Regions from separate parts of the Sus scrofa genome. Here region 2 is linked to region 1. Evidence: chromatin contacts called from public HiChIP or PLAC-seq data. All regions are on one chromosome and are shown on one strand. Each heading gives the region's core, a stretch centred on a gene start, on an enhancer-like site or on the middle of the called end of the contact. The rest is flanking DNA. Distances are from core to core; before and after follow the strand shown. Region 1 holds the start of JMJD7 (jumonji domain containing 7). Region 2 holds the start of RPAP1 (RNA polymerase II-associated protein 1).

The links. HiChIP or PLAC-seq counts read pairs in DNA pulled down with a chosen protein or histone mark.
Region 2: a contact with region 1 is called in an H3K27ac HiChIP or PLAC-seq map of alveolar macrophages. The contact joins the promoter of RPAP1 here to the promoter of JMJD7 in region 1. A contact is called at or near these places in 1 of 5 promoter capture datasets (liver), 4 of 47 Hi-C or Micro-C datasets (blood, embryonic fibroblasts, retroperitoneal adipose tissue and 1 more) and 2 of 2 datasets of contacts at active chromatin or transcription factors (alveolar macrophages and skeletal muscle).

The regions. Positions count from the first base shown.
Region 1 is chr1:129,530,945-129,534,916 of Sscrofa11.1, forward strand. JMJD7 (jumonji domain containing 7) reads right to left here and starts at 2,342. Exons shown (of 8, transcript NM_001204244.1): 1 at 2,278-2,342. The coding sequence starts at 2,341. It overlaps MAPKBP1 (mitogen-activated protein kinase-binding protein 1), which reads right to left. Exons shown (of 32, transcript XM_021097365.1): 32 at 2,591-3,972.
Region 2 is chr1:129,836,994-129,841,542 of Sscrofa11.1, forward strand. It overlaps RPAP1 (RNA polymerase II-associated protein 1), which reads left to right and starts at 1,563. Exons shown (of 25, transcript XM_003121581.4): 1 at 1,563-1,659; 2 at 2,421-2,676; 3 at 2,961-3,109; 4 at 3,386-3,475. The coding sequence starts at 2,496.

The DNA.
Region 1 (3,972 bases), core at 1,092-3,591:
AACATCGTCTTAGCAAGGAGGCCTACCCTGAATGCTTTTTCTTTTGTCTTTTTAGGGCTGCATCTGCAGTATATGGAATTTCCCAGGCTAGGGGTCCGATCAGAGCTGGTCTACACCACAGCTCACCACAACACCGGATCCTTTACCCACAGATCGAGGCCAGGGACTGAACCCACATCCTTATGGATACTAGTTGGGTTCTTTACCACTGAGCCAAGACAGGAACTCCCTTTTTTTCTTTTTATGGCCGCATTGGGAGCATATAGAAGTTCCCAGGCTAGGGGTTGATTCAGAGCTGCAGCTGCCAGACTATGCCAAGGCAACATCAGATCTGAGCCACACCTGTGACCTATGCCGCAGCTTAAAGCAATGCCGGATCCTTAACCCACTAAGTGAAACCTAACACCATCCTCACAGAGACAACATTGGGTCCTTAACACACTGAAATCACAATAGCAATTCCACCTCAATTCTTACTTGAACTTGTAGCCTCTACCCCAGCCCCACATCCTGAGCCTCATTTTGCTTTTTTTTTAATCCCATGGCACTTATCTTGCAACCCACTTTTTCTATATTGTTTACTTATTTCAACGTGCCTATGGTTGACTGTCTCCTCACTTAGAATGTAAGCTCTATGAGGAGTTCCCATTGTGGCACAGCGGAAACGAATCCAACTAGGAACCATAAAGTTGTGGGTTCAATCCCTGGCCTCGATCAGTGGATTAAGGAACTGGCATTGCCATGAGCTGTGGTGTAGGTCACAGACGCTGCTTAGTTCACAGACGCTGCTCAGATCTGGTGTGGCTGTGGTGTAGGCCGGCAGCTATAGCTCTGATTAGACCCCCTAGCCTGGGAACCTCCATATGCCACGAGTGCAACCCTAAAAAGCAAAAAAAAAGAATATAAGCTCAGAGTTCCCTGTGGCGCAGTGGTTAACAAATCCGATGAGGAACCATGAGGTTGCGGGTTTGGTCCCTGGCCTTGCTCAGTGGGTTAAGGATCCGGCGTTGCCATGAGCTGTGGTGTAGGTTGCAGACGTGGCTCAAATCCCGCATTGCTGTGGCTCTGGCGTAGGCCTCAGCTACAGCTCCCATTAGACCCCTAGCCTGGGAACCTCCATATGCTGTGGGAGTGGCCCAAGAAATGGCAAAAAAAAAAAAAAAAAAAAAAGGAATGTAAGCTCTACGAGGGTAGAGATTTGTTTTGTTCAGTGATATAAGTGATAAAGCCTAAACATAATGAACAGAGCCTGGCACACTTAGTGCTTACTAAGGACTTGTTAAATACTCAAGGTATTCGTTACAGTATTGAAAATAAACTGGAAATGACCTAAATGCCTACCAATAGTGGGCTAAGTAAACTGCAACACTAGTAACAGGTGTGGAAAAGACTGAGGTAGCGTGATATGAAATGATTTTCAAGATACACAGAAGAGTGTGCTTAGCAGGCAACCATTTATATAAAAACGGAGACATACAGTCAGTCATACGTGGGTGTGGATATTAACAGTGTACTTCTGGATGAGGCACACTGGAGCCTGGGATGGGAGGGAATTTATAAGTCTGCTGTTATTTAATAGATATTTATTTTTAGCTCCTTTATTGTTTTCTTTGAAGGATGCTGGAGATGTCTAGCAGACGTATATCTTGTTCTGGTCAGGTTTACAGTCTAGTTGGGTATATTAGATTAACATGTACAAGTGACAAGTGATGTAAAGCAGAAGGTATATAATAGTTGCAAAAGGGAAAACAGATAATAGAATTCAGTGATAGGGAAGCTCAATTAGGGCTGAAATTTTCTAGGACAGAGTTAGGATTAAAGGTTGGTTTTGAAGAACTGAATAGGTTTGGGGGCTTTACGGGAAAGGCTTCTAGGTCAAAAGAACAATATGAGCGGAGGCAGAGACCAGCAAGATGAGTCCGCTGTTTTTTAAACCAGGTCCCTGTGTTACTATTCGGTGATAAGAAACTACTTGAAAATAGAAAAAAGAAAATAAGGTAGAGAGGGAGAAAAATAAAAACCCAGCAGAGGAAGAGCCAGGGATCACCAGCACAGCCGCCTCCAATCCTCCCAAAAAGTCTGTAGTGCTCCCAGCTTGGAGGAGTCTTTTCCTGAGTGAAGAGTAGAGTTCAAAGAGAGTGAACCGACCACCTTAAAGCCTTCACAACAGGAAAGGGTGGGAAGGGCCACGACAGAATGTCTGGGACCCGGTTCCCAGCAAGTCCCTCCAGGGTCTTGAGGTTGCTCGGAGGTCGGTCGACCAGCCACCCAACTCACCTCTCGCCGCAGCCGGGAATTCTCGTAACTCCCTGCGCACGGCGTCCAAAGCCGCTTCCGCCATGACGCCGCTGCCGCCCGAGGCTCCGCCCTCTCCCCTTAAGGCCCCGCCTCCGCTCCGAGGCCCCGCCCCTCCCTGCGGCTCACGCATTCCGCCAGGCTCCCAGCGGCGTCCCCTCCACTCTCCGCCAATGAAGTCTGCGCCTCCAGCCTCCCCCACACCCCCAATCCCCACCTCCTCAGACGACTGACTCCACCCCACCTGACGGGACACTGCGCCTTCTCTCGCCTGCCTCACTCGCAGGCATCCTAGTTAGCAAATGATTGTGTTTATTGATGAGTTCATACATCAATACAAACGGACATGTTAAAAATAGCCTCTGCCCCTTGAGACCTGGGGAGGAGGGAAGCGCCACGGCCTGGACAAAGTATAAAAGTTATAAATAAGGGGCTTTCGAAACTGGGTCAGGGCAAATCTGAACGGGGGCAGTGACAGCTGCCGGTAGCCTCACACATGCAGAAGGGGATGAGCGCCGGCCACAAGACCCCACCCCCACGCCCCCGGCGCCGGGCTGTGGGTAGGGAAAGGGCGGCCACCTCCTCACAAACCTTGGCAGGAGTGTAGTTCCTTCCTCGTGAAAGAGACTGGATGGCGAAAAACCCAGCTCAGATCCCCACTTGGAGTGGGCGGCTGGTGTGCAGGTTAGGGGTACAGTAGGAGTGGGTTTCTAACTCTGACAAGGGAGCTGCAGCCCTGCCCGGGATCCACCCTCAGCTTAGTGAGCATTCTCAGGCCAGTTCTTTGCAGCTTGGCCATGCAAGTGGTGGTAGTAGAGAATAGTGAGGGTGAAACAGCTTTCACCTGTTCAGGTGCACGCAGCCTGACAGAAACAGAGCTGTGCATGCTTCAGAATCCAATTTCATTCTAAGCCTCCACCTCTAGAGCCAGCAAGGCCCAAAGGCCAGTCCGTGGGGATAATGGGCTTTTGGGGCCTGGAGCTGCAGTAGAGCTACCCTGACTTACCGGAAGCAGAGGGAAGCAGTTGGGCCCAGAGACACATGTTCTTCACCCCAACTCTTCAACAACTGCTTCACCACCTGGTCCTACTCTATCTACTTGCCCACTGTGCCCTATCTCCTTCCCCTACACCCCAAATCTGCCCTTCTAATTCTAATCTATCCCCTCACCTCTACCACTTACCTGTCCCACCTACCACCTTTCCAGTGTGTCTCTTGGCCCTTGCTGCAGTCCCATGTGCCTCCCTCTCCTCAACCTCCAGTATCTAGCACCCACTGCTGTCTTTGGGGAGGCTCCTTCTACCCAAGCCAGACACTCTATGGGCCATCTCACATCAGCTAGGCTGTGGACACCAAGAATCCAAAATTCAGGCTTCCATGAAAAGGGATGCAACTCAGTGTGTTCCATCCCTTTTCATGTTCTTTGATAAGAGACAGGATGGTGAAGCTAGGGCAGGACATGAGAGGAAACCAGGTGCACATCAGCCAGCCAAGTGCTCTAACAGTGAACATTCAATGTGTGTGTGTGTTACTTCACCTGTGGCCAAGGTCTTTAGAAGGTGGGCCAGTGCCCTGTAAACCATAAGGGACATTCCAACACAGACTTCTGACTAAGCATCACTCAGGACATGGGGAGAAGGTGGCCTCGGCTCCAGCAGCCTGCTGGGGACCAGGGCT
Region 2 (4,549 bases), core at 313-2,812, 310 kb after region 1:
GCTCTGATTCAACCCCTAGCCTGGGAACTTCCATATCCCACAGGTGCACGCCTAAAAAGAAAAAAAAAAAAATGGCCACCTGATCCATCCTTATAAAGTCCTCCTCGACCTTTTACCTAATGGTTTTATCAGTCATTGATTATCATTGCCTGGAAAGATTATTTCTTTAGTGGTTGCAAATAATGATTTTATACTTTCATTCTTCCTGCATTTTTGGCTCCAATTTTCCTCCCTATTCACTGTAACTTCTGACCAGCCAGTACCATTTGGACCCCAAGGTTGGCTAAATCCTAGTAGCTGAAATTTACTGCTGCAGCTGAAACCAAGAAACCTAAAGAAGGATTCTGTAAACTATTTGGAAAGTTGTTAGAAATGCAAATTCTTGGGTTCTGTCAAAGACCTATCAATTCAGAAACTCGGGTGAGGCCCAGAATCTGGTTCAACAAGCCCTCCAGGTGCTTCTGAGGCCTGCTAAAGTTTGAGAACTCCTGGACTAACATTGACTTCCCCGAGATGGCCTTCAACCAAGCAATAATTTACTAAAGTCCTGTGTGCATGGCAATATGCTGGGTGCTGAGCATTATCGGTGCAAAACAGAAGGCCCACTTCTCCCAAGGAACCCACAGTCTAGACCAGGGAACAGGGCACATGCTTGTGAAGAGGTAACCAGTGGTAGGTGATAGTCAGCAGTATGTTCCCAACATGGCACACAAGTAGTAGAGATGGAAGATTCCAGGAAAATTCAGTGCAGAGGCCCAGTTGGTAAAAGTTTATAGTTGATTCCAACTAGGTCTTAAAGGAAGAAAAAGACTTTGGGGTGGGGTGGAGGAAAAAAGAGGGAGGATTTCTTTTCTTTTCTGGCTCCACCTGCGGGATATGGGAGTTCCCAGGCAACTACAGCTGCCAGACCAAGCCACAGCCACAGCCACAGCAGATCTGAACCGCAATGCAACCCTGACCTACACCGCAGCTTGCAGCCATACCAGATCCTTAACCCACTGAGCGAGGCTAGGGATCGAACCTGCAGCCTCACGGATACCTGTTGGGTTCACTTCTGCTGAGCCACAAGAACTCTGAAGGAGGATTTCTAAGTAGAGATACTGGCAGGAGCAAAGTCAGGATGTCCCTGAAGAGAATCACCTGGCAGTCAGTGAGGCTGTTCTAGCCTCTCTTCTCATCACCATTCAGGCAGTGTTTCTTGCGCTTTGTCTTCCCTTTTTCCTGGTTAGCTTCTTGCTCGCCCATAATCACACTGGGGAGGCCACACGTGTGTATGCAGGTTTCTAAGTGCTGGCCCTGAGCTTGGGTGCTGGAGTGGTGGATGCAGTTACCCAAGCTGGTGAATGCAGGATGCCTGAGGAACCCTTTGCCTCTGTCAAGGGTGTTGTGAGTGTAGAAAGGCTTGTGCTGGCTATGCATCTGAAGAGTGAATGTTACGAGTGTCTGCCTGGAGCTCACGAAGTGAGGTAGACCGCGGCAAGCGGAATATATTCGCGTTCAAGCGTCCAAAACACCGCAAGGGCAACCTTTTCCCAAGAGTGGGCGGGGCCAGGCCATGGAGAGGAGGGGCCGGGTTGCGGAGCGGAAGTTCGAAATGAAGGCGGCGGAAGCCCGGCCCCAGCGGGGCAAAATGGCAGCGCCCAGAACGTCCTAGATCAAGTAAGTGGCTTGGCTGGAGGGAAGGACCTTAGGATATCTCGGTGAAAGGGGCTGGTACACGGTATGTAGTTCTTTGTCGTAGCCGTCCCCATTATCTTTGGTCCGGCCAGGAGCGGCCGCGGTCATGTCGATGCGGAGATCCCAGCCATGGCCCCCCATTCTCTGGCGGCATAGGCTGAAACTCGGTGATTTCTCTTTGCTGATGCGGGTGGTCCAGGAGCTCCGGCGACCGTAGAGCCCTAGGGGCGGTTGTGGAAGCCTGCAGAAAAAAGTCTTGAACTACTTTGGCGAAATTTATTCTTTTTAATGCTATAATAAATAGAATTGTTCTCTTAGTTTCGTTTTCTGATTGTTCTTTGCTAGTATATAGCAATACACATGTTTTTTTTTTCTTAATATATATCGATCTTTTATAGCCCAAGGTTTTAAATAATTTGAATACTCTTAGGCCAGGTATGTTCCCACCAGTTTGACACCAAATCACCACTCCTTGATTTGACACGTTTATATGCCTGGTTCCTGATGGCATTTTCCTTAGGTCCCTTATGGTTGTTCATGGGAGTTTTTATCATCCACAGATTGTAAACAACCTAAATCGGCAGTAAATATTGTTGTTGAGCTGCATCAGAGAGGGCTAAGTAAGGAGGGAATGGCGATAAGTTATGAATGAGGAGAAATGAGTTGATGTGAACTCAGGGAGAAAGAACCTTCTCTGATGCTCGGCTCACTGGTAGAGGGCTCATCATCTTTATTGCTTTTAGGGGTGAATGAGAGTGAGTCCCCTACACTGAAGCAGTGCTGGAAAGTCACACTAGGAAGGCAGCTGGTGTGCCAAGATGCTGTCGAGACCAAAGCCAGGGGAGTCCGAGGTGGACTTGCTGCGCTTCCAGAGTCAGTTCCTTGCAGCTGGTGCAACCCCAGCAGTACAGCTGGTGAAGAAAGGAAGTAGGAAAGGTGGCGATGCTAACCCAGACCAGCCTCCTCTGCAGGATCGTCGGGATGTGGTGATGCTGGACAGTGAGTGGCTGTGGGTATGAAGTTGAAAAGAAGGGTTTTCTCCCTCTTATTGATGTGGATGGATTCCCCAGCATTATTTCAGAACCACGTAACCTCTGTTGCTACAGCCCCATTTTACATATGAAGAAACTGAGGCTCAAAGAGGTTAAATACCTTGCCCAAGGTGACACAGCTTGAGCCAGGATCCCACCACAGCTGCCTTTCTTTCTTTGGCTTCCTACTAGTGCTCAATCTCTTCCTGAGAAGGTATGAGTAACCTCACATGTGGGTTTTTTCTTTCTCAGATCTCCCAGATTTGCCCCCAGCCTTGGTTCCTGCTCCACCAAAGAGAGCCAAGCCTAGCCTTGGCTGCCCCCTGCCTGAACACGAGGACCCTGAAGAGAGGCTGAACAGGCATGATCAGCACATCACTGCTGTCTTGACTAAGATTATTGTGCGTCTCATCCTGGTTTGGGCGAGGCATCCTAGGGCAGCAGGGATGTTGGGTGTGGGTGGTGAGCCTTATTGAGTAGAGGGTGATTCAGAAAGGTGGGACTTTATCTCTCTGCATTCAGATTAGGGGCTGGTTTAGAATCACTGTGTTCTGAGATGCATGGTGAGTTCATGACTCCGTAGAGTGGGGTTTTGGTCATATGGAACTGGGGCTAGTGGGATAGTGTCCACCCTGGGGAAATCTGTATCTTCACCGTTTTGTGCTTTGTTGCTGCAGGAACGAGATACGAGTTCAGTGGCTGTAAATCTGCCTGTGCCCAGTGGTGTTGCTTTCCCTCCCGTATTCCATCGCTCACAGGGGAGACAGGTAGGGAGAGGTGATCTTAGATAGTATTTAGAGCACAGTCATGTCACCATGATAGTGCATTTGAAGTTCCCCAGGAGGATTATCTTAATCATGGTTAGCAATTCCATTGTGAAAATAGCACCACATTAAGCACTTTATATGCATTACTTCATTTAATCCTAATAACCATGTAGAGCAGGTATCATTATCTCCTTCTTTTTTTTTTTTTATTTTTTTATTTTTCCTTTTTTTTTTAAGAGCCTCACCTGATGGAAGGTTCCTTCCTTATGGCTTATGGAAGTTCCCAGGCTAGGGGCTGAAACAGTTGCAGCTGCCAGCCTTCCTCATAGCCACAGCAATGCCACATTCAAGCCACATCTGCAACCTATGCGGCAGCTTGCAGCAACGCTAAATCCTTTAACCCACTGATCGAGGCCAGGGATCAAACCCACATCCTCATGGGTACTAGTCAGATTCATAACCTGCTGAACCATAATGGGAAGTCCTCCATTTTTAAGATGAGGAAAATGATAAGTAATTTGTCCAACCACACATGTAATAGATAGAAGAGCCTGAAATCCAACTCAAGTCTGTTAGAAGTAAAGGGGGCTGTGACTCTAGGCAGCAGAGTGTGTGGCCCCAATCACCACTCTTCTCAGTGGCTGGGAAACAACCCAGAAAAGTGCCTGATGGACATGGGACAATGTGGACCTGGGATGAGAATGGTACTTAGTACAGAGCAAGTAGCAGGTACCTGTTATATACTGAAGATGTCCTGAGGGATTCAGGCAGTAAGTAAAGGGAGCAAAAAGGTTTAAGTAGAATGGAAAAGATCTCATCATAAAATAAAGGTGGATGGAGTTCCCACTGTGGCTCAGTGGAAGTGAATCTGACTAGTTTCCACAAGGATGTGGATCTAATCCCTGGCCTCGCTCAGTGGGTCGAGGATCTGGCGTTGGCCTTTGAGCTGTGGTGTAGGTCATAGATGAGGCTCAGATCTGGCATTGCTGTGGCTGTGGCGTTGGCCCGCAGCTGTAGCTCTGATTCGACTCCTAGCCTGGGAACTTCCATATGCCGAGGATGCAGCCCTAAAAA